Regions from separate parts of the Zea mays genome. Here region 2 is linked to region 1. The links are chromatin contacts, called in public Hi-C maps. All regions are on one chromosome and are shown on one strand. The core of a region is the stretch at or near the end of the contact, and the rest is flanking DNA. Distances in the headings are between cores, read along the strand shown.

What was found. Hi-C and Micro-C count contacts between places; a contact is called where the count stands out from the background.
Region 2: a contact with region 1 is called in a Hi-C map of endosperm, with 2.3 times the contacts expected there. The contact joins the enhancer-like site here to the promoter of LOC103650493 in region 1. A contact is called at or near these places in 2 of 25 Hi-C or Micro-C datasets (endosperm and leaf).

What each region holds. Positions count from the first base shown.
Region 1 is chr3:123,890,548-123,894,426 of Zm-B73-REFERENCE-NAM-5.0, forward strand. It overlaps LOC103650493 (patatin-like protein 3), which reads right to left and starts at 1,830. Exons shown (of 3, transcript XM_008676080.4): 1 at 619-1,830; 2 at 410-472; 3 at 1-286. The coding sequence starts at 1,572.
Region 2 is chr3:124,059,720-124,063,541 of Zm-B73-REFERENCE-NAM-5.0, forward strand. All of the region lies in intron 6 of LOC109945085, which reads left to right. Among protein-coding and RNA genes, the nearest start is that of LOC109945085, 54 kb to the left of the region's middle. Within about 2 kb of position 2,117, at least 6 of the 20 cell types and tissues checked have an H3K27ac peak or open chromatin away from gene starts, as enhancers often do. A contact at or near this core is called in endosperm and leaf, where this site is marked.

The sequences.
Region 1 (3,879 bases), core at 580-3,079:
CGGAGGAGGCGGTGGTGGCGGACGACAGTCGCGGCGTGGCCGTGGCCGTGGGGCGCGCCTGCCTGATCACCACGGTGGGCAGGCCCGGGCTGCGCGCCCGCCGCTGCTGCTCCTTCACCAGCTCCGCCGCGAACGCGTCCAGCTTCTCCCGGTTCGACTTCTCCGACACCCGCCGCCCCCGGAACAGCTCCGCCTCCACGTTCCGCTGCGCCAGCATGCCGTCCGCCGCCGCTGCCGCCTTCTTCGCGTCCAGCGACCGCAGCGCCTTTCTCCCGGAGCACGACGCCTGGATGGATCGATCGGAGGCCCAGCACCAGCAGAGCGGGGGATGACGTTAATTATTCATGGCACGGACGGTGTGTGGCTGGCGGTACAAAGTCAAAAGAACAGCAGAGACACCACAACCCACCTGGATGCGAACGTAGTTGCGCCCGCACGTGTGCCCGAACGCCATGGCCACCGCTTGGTCGACCTGCACAAGGCCGGGGCGCCGGTCAGTGCTTTTTATTACCACGAGTATGAGATCAAAACCAAGATAAATTTCGACGGCAGCCGTGTGTGGTGTACTGACGAATCAATCAGGGGAGGCGGAGCGCCGGAGCGGGGGTTGGTTCTTACCATGTCGGCGACGCCCTCGGCGGTGAGGCGTACCATCTCGGCGGGCGACGGCGAGCGCGGCGGGATGGGCGTGCGCCAGCCGGCGGAAGGTGCGGCGCCGGCGGAGCATCCCGAGCCGATGGAGACGACGAGGAGGTCGTCGACGCCGGCGGCGAGCGGGAACTCGTGCTTGTTGTGGAGCACGTGCGTGATGGCGGCCGCGGTGGGGTTGCCCATGGCGGCGACGCCGCCGGACGCGGCGGCGATGGCCGTGCGCCCGTCCACCGACCGCACGGCCGCCGCGGCACCACCACCGGCGCAGGTGGCGGCGCACACGTCACGGAGCCGGAAGTCGAAGCTGTCGCTCTCCACGGCGTCGGCGCGGGAGAAGAGGAAGGGCGCCGCCGTGGCCAGGTCGTAGCAGGGGACCAGCAGCGGCGCCACGGTGTCCCTGAGCGTGGCGTCCCCGAACACGCGCCGCAGCGGCGACGGCCTCTCCCCGCGCCGGAACAGCGCGGCCCACCTGCTCCGGAGCCCGCCGCCGACGCCGCCGCCCCACCCGCCGTGCCTCCCGAGGCTGGACGCCACGAACGCCAGCGCGTCGGCCGCCGTGTACCGCGCCCTCCCGTCGTCGCCCCGCAGCAGCAGCATCGCGGCCAGCACGCCCCCGGCGCCGGCCCCGGCCGCGGCGTCGAAGAAGTCGGCGACGCGCGCGTCGGGGTCCCCCGCGCGCGCCCGCAGCGCGGCCTCCAGCCTCGCCAGCGCGGCCGCCGCCAGCAGCGCGTCGCCGGGGCCCGGCCCGCACCCGTCGATCGCCAGCACCCGCACCCTGCCCCTGTCCCTGTCCTCGCCGGGGCCCGGCCGCCCCGGCGTGCCCGGCACGGAGCCGGCGCCGAAGAGGAACTTGCTCTCCAGCAGCGAGAAGATCTCGTAGCTGAGCTTGCCCAGGTCCACGTCGGGCGGAGGCGACGCCATAGCTGCTGCAGCTGGCGGGTGATGGGAGGTGGTGGGACGGGAGGGTTGGGAGGAGTAGGAGAGCGGCGAGCCGTCGGTTGAGGTGGTGATGGCTCGACTGCTCAGCGCGCGCTCGCGGCCTGCTTATAGATGGCCGCACTGCAGCCACCAGTCAAGCGTTGCGTCTCTACTCTCAGCTGCGCTGCGCCACGCCGCCACGAGAAAGAGGCGGGTTTCACTGAAACCGTGTCCCGTAGAGGTTGGCGTAGACACGCGCACACGTGGAGTGGAGAGCGGCGCATCGGCTGACGGGCCGAGGAGACCGCCCGCCGACGGCCCGCACAGCGGCGTGTCGCACTCGCCATTAGCTGGCAGCCTGGCACGTGGACGGGTTGTCTAGTTCGCTGACTGGCATGTGGACCGTAAGCGGCGGGCCCATCGTGTCAGTGTTGTAGCGGTGGAGCGCACGTGTGGCGGCGTGACCGACGGGATGCCGGTGCGGTGGGGCCGCGCAGTTCTACTTACGTAGGCCCGGTGTGTCAGAATCCATTCCTGCACATATCCGGGCTGCGTCAGCATGCCATTGTGTACTCTGAAGCGTACGGTGCTCCGTTTTCGGCACCGAGAAAATAACGCATCTGAAAGTTAGGTCATGTTCATTTACTTCCAGAGTTATATAATACAGATTATATAATGATTTGTTTATAGATTATGGCCCTGTTTGTTTCGGCTTCTGGCAGCTTCTTGCCATCAAAAGCTGCTGCGGACTGCCAAACGCTCAGCTTTTCAGCCAGCTTCTATAAAATTCGTTGGAGCAAAAACCATCCAAAATAAACATAAACATATAATCGGTTGAGTCGTTGTAATAGTAGGAATCCGTCACTTTCTAAATCCTGAGCCCTATGAACAACTTTATCTTCCTCCACACATAATCGTAATAATATTCAGATTCTCCCCACAGCCAGATTCTTCTCACAGCCAGATTTTCAGAAAAGCTGGTCAGAAAAAAGCTGAACCAAACAGACCCTATATAATCTACCTAATAACCTGTATCGTTTGTTTATCCTTTAACCTTTAACTTAGGTAAACTGGTTTATATAATCAATAGAGTAAACAAATAGTTCGGAAGCAATAGCAGTCCAACCTGAGGAAGGTTTCATAGACAACTAAATATCTTATTTAAATAACAATTCATGGCTCATCCCGAAGAAAATGGAGATTTTGGAAGGATTTGATATTTCAAACTAGTTCAAAGCGTGAGTTTAGATTGAGGAATCAATTTATTTTAGATAAAAGTGATTATTTTTAGATGAAGTGGTGTACTATATATTTTTTTCATCGGATATAGTAGAATAGTTCTGTTTATGATGAACTACATGACTCAATATACTCTATAAACCAAACGAAAACAATAATATGATGATAGACCACATATATTATTCCACCAACCAAGCAGTCCTAGGATTTCAACCCCGCGCTCCATTCAAAGGAACCTTGTCGTTCCAACGATGTTTCTAAACAAAACAGTGAAAATTACCTACCGCATTTAAAAAAACTTTGCCTATCACGGAATTGAAATTTTGAAACAAAACGTGGCATCCATGCAATTAAGGACGACGAATCGACGACCCTAAGGACCGGGGCAATCGGTTCAGACCTCAAACTGTACTGCGTCCGTCGTGCCAAGACGAGGTGACAGGCTAGCTGCTAAGACAGCCATGAGCGAGCGACCCGATGGAACAAACAAACAAAAACGATCACGGCCGTGCGAAGAAGGTGCTAGCCTAGCTAGTGACGCTGCAGGGTCCACGGCCAACCTCAAGCTAGATCTCTTGCCTGCCGTTGTGGTCTCTGGGAAGAGCTCGCTCAAAACAAAAGCGTTTTTGTAACTAACCTGCTTGGCATTTGTGGTACAAGTAATCAACATATATTTCCTGTAGCATTAAAGGCTTTCTTCTTGGCATTCGTGGTACAAATTAAATCAACTGCTCCGAGCACTCACTGGCGTTAAGCATTTAATTAAGCTGCTCCTTTTGGATTAGATAGTGCAAACAAACAAACAATTAACCCAACTAATTGTTGAATTGTTCTGCCGGTGGGCTTGGGCCCGGGCCGGGGTTGATGCGTGAAAACCATGGTGTCGGTGTTTTGAACCAACACCAACGAGTAAATTTGTGTATATGTGTTTTGGATCTGGATGGTGTGTTTATTGGACGCATGTAAGATTTATAATGGTTTGGACATAATGTCTCTACTTTCGGTCTTTGGTGGCTCGCGCTGCCAACACCATGTTGTTGATTGCTCGTAGTAGTGGTTACAAGCGATGGC
Region 2 (3,822 bases), core at 867-3,366, 170 kb after region 1:
GACGGGCCCACCTATCAGTCTCCGCGGCGTGCACAGAACTCTGTACAACTAGACCTTGGACGTTACTGTCTCGTAATTACCCCGTTATACATTATATTTAGGGAATGTAGCAGGTAACTAAGGGCATAAATGTACTTTAGTTCTGAGGACTCTAGTTACCCTATAAATACCCTCGTTCCATCTGCGGATGGGACACACTTGACAAGACATTTGAGCCCTGAGACATCCGTTTTGTCGTGCATTACGTCTCACCTACTCCCGAGTGCTAGAGACCACGTGTTAGGTCCCAACAAATTATTGAAAGTTTGTATATCTATAGGTTCACCTGAAATATATGTTTACGACAAAATTTATATCAAATTCTAGAGGAAAACTCATCATTTCCTTACTATGAGGATCACTCTAACATAACCAATGATGAGATCAAGAACGAAGGCTTAATAAATACCATATAACATTACAATGCAGATCAATTGAGCGAGCAGTCGTGTGATCGCTAGCTTAAAAAACTGATTTGCTCCAACTGATACAATTTCTTCAGCAAAGCATGATTTTAGAGATACTATTTGTCTCTTCCCCTGCACCGTCATCACGCTGGTGTTAGAAAGGAGGGAGCCTAAGGTTGATCAACACCGAGAAACATATAGTTTTCTTGCCAAAATGTTGTAGATAGTTATTTCTCTTTTGTTTAGGAGGTGCAGTGGGTGTCCTCCTAATTTATAGTCGAGTGGCTTCAAGATAAACTCACGCAAAAAGGAAAAAAACGACTCACCTAGGTATCTAAGGTCTGATTGGTTCGGTTCCGAACTTAACATGCAATATATAGGCAAAATTAAAGTAGAATTTATGCATAATTTTAGCTTTTTAGCATTTAAATGTGGGGATGACGATGACGGTAAAAACTATGAAAACGAATGTTTTATATAGTAGAGACTCGCAAAAAATAGAGACAAAAAATTAAACTAGAAATTGACATAAAATAGATACCAAAACAACATGGGTATTCACGTATAGTTTATTTTCTCATGTCTCTATTCAATTTGTTGCAAGAAGCAAGCTATTTAAGTGGGCGCTGTCTTCATCTGGTATTAAACTTCCCATCATGCCACAAGATGAGTGGACCTTTAAGATTTACTCAGAATTTATTATAAAACTAATGAGTGTTAGCCCAAGTAGTTAAACCTTTATATCCTTGACCATTGATATATATATAGTAAGCCTAGTCCAGTCAATGTGTTATATATATATATAGACACACACATTTGTGCCGTGAGATTTATGTTTTTGAATTTACCATGAGAAATTTTTTTGTGGTATATAATTCATATGTTCTGAAATGGTAAGATTTTTTAAATGTATGGTCAAACATAGTGGTAATATATAATGTTTACCTTAGTATAAACCAAATGTGGCATGTAAAAAAGAAAAAAATGTGAACAATTACGCGCATGTGCTTTTTTCCATTTAAATGTGTGTGTGTGAGAGAGAGAGGGAGAGGGAGCTAGAGAGAGAGAGAGAGAGAGAGAGGGAGAGAGAGAGAGGGAGAGAGAGAGAGAGAGAGAATGTGGTCAAGCGCCGTGACAACGAGCCAAACAAGCCGGAATGAGGACAATGTCGTCACGAATGCGGCGGTTTCGGACTTTAATCTTGTACGCTACGTGCCCTACTACAGCTCTACCTGAGTGACTTCGCTGACATCTGATCAAGTTTTGCTTTCATTAATTTTAGCGATCGACCAAGACATGGGTGCGTGAGTACATGTGTGTGTGCGGCGTGAATGCATGCATATCATGGTGCAGATCGACCCCGCGCAGTGCTGCAAACACATGTTGGCGTGCAACGCAGCTACAAACGAGACGACAGCTAGCAACAACGTCCGCATGCATGTCGTATTTGCTCTCTGGCCAATAATGATCGAAATAATCCAGTTGGCATGCATGCGTGTGTGTTCTGATCGACGCGATGATATCATATATATCCAGTCGATCGAGCAGTTGGAGGAACGGAGGAGCACGAGACAGTGACACTTGACGGCGTGTATTATACAATAATACAATAATACTGAGTGCGTGCATGCATTGTTTTGTCGTTCTCTCATATAAGAAAAAAAGTGAGTGCATTATTGTTGCATATACAACAACGTGCCACGAGCTGTACAACGGCAGCCACGCACAGCACCAGCTACTGCATACCGCGAATACCATTTGACTGCACTGCTGCAGCCTGCAGATGCGTACACAACGCTAGCTACTTCCTACACTACACAACATAAATGACAACATAAATGGTAACAATAATGATTCTCACTCGATTAATAAGTTTAAATAGGACAATATTAGTTTTTAGTGTAACTGAGATTGCACCATATTATAACTTTAGGGTCCTATTTAAACTTGTTAATCGAGTGAGAATCATTATTGTTACCATTTATGTTGTGTAGTGTAGGAAGTAGCTAGCGTTGTTTACGCATCTGCAGGCTGCAGCAGTGCAGCCAAATGGTATTCGCGGTATGCAGTAGCTGGTGCTGTGCGTTGAAAACTACGTGCAAGCATGCGCAAGAAGCCATTATTGAGATCTTTTGCGTATTCCAACTGCAGTATTTCTTTAAGGCAGCCTGTCCATTCTCGAGAGATTACTGAACAGCATCGTGTCGTCAGAAGTTTAATGTTTCTTTCTTTCTTTCTTTCAGGAACACGGGATCGAATAGTGTACACGCAAACCGTTTTAGTGTCAGATCTGACCATGTTAGATTCTATGGTGCCTATAGGATCGATTTCTAAGCGTCTAGAGTACCAATCCATATCTACAATACCTCGATGATGAGTAGATCTATTTTACTGAGGGATATTGGTACACAAACATTCATTGTTATTCCTAGCCATCATCGTGGCGGCGTCTTGAACCAAAGTACCGCCTCCTCCTCCTTCCCGATGGGATGATGGGGATCTGAGACATAGTCACAGCTCTTCCAGTCACTTCGAGCGTCTAGGGGATCGGTTCCTCTCATTATGTCGATTACGGTTTTGTGGTCGAGCGATTAACGTTGGCTAAACCCGTCGGCCCCCTTAATCTATTTATATGGCGTCGTGTGACTGGGGCTGCAACCAAAAGTTAGGATAGCACCCCCGATCAGGGTCACGTTTGACGGTTAGGATTAACCCTACCTCGGTTACTGTTAACCGACTAGTGTAGAGGACACATCCTAACAATCTCCCCTTTGTTCTCTACATACCTCTCACTCAAAAATTTATGAATTCTATTATTTGACAAGTTTACACATAGAGACCAATGCGTGACAATGATCTATTAAGTATTGCCGCACGCATTGACTACATCATGCTCCCCTGCTTTAGAACGAAAAAACTTTACTAGGTTACAATCTGTAACCCCTGTGATTCAGGATCATAGGTACTCCCTTAATCGCATGTCAGCTGCGTGCTTACTAAACAAGCTAGGTGGAAGACCTTTTGTGAGCAGATCCACAAGCATCTGATAGGTTCTTATATGCTCAACTTCAATTGTGTGATCCAGAATATTTTCCTTAACAATATAATACTTAATGTCAATATACTTGGAAGAACCACTTGACTTATTGTTATGGGAGAAAAATACCGCTGGCTCATTGTCGCAGTAAATTCTCAGTTGTCGCTCTATGCTATCAACCACTCTTAATCCGGGTACGAATTTCTTTATCCATATCGCCTGTCCAGTTGCCTCATATGTAGCTACAAACTCAGCGTGCATTGTCGACAATGCTCTCGCTGACTGTTTCCAACTCTTCCAAGAAATAGCTCCCCAGAGAGCATAAATATATACCGTGAA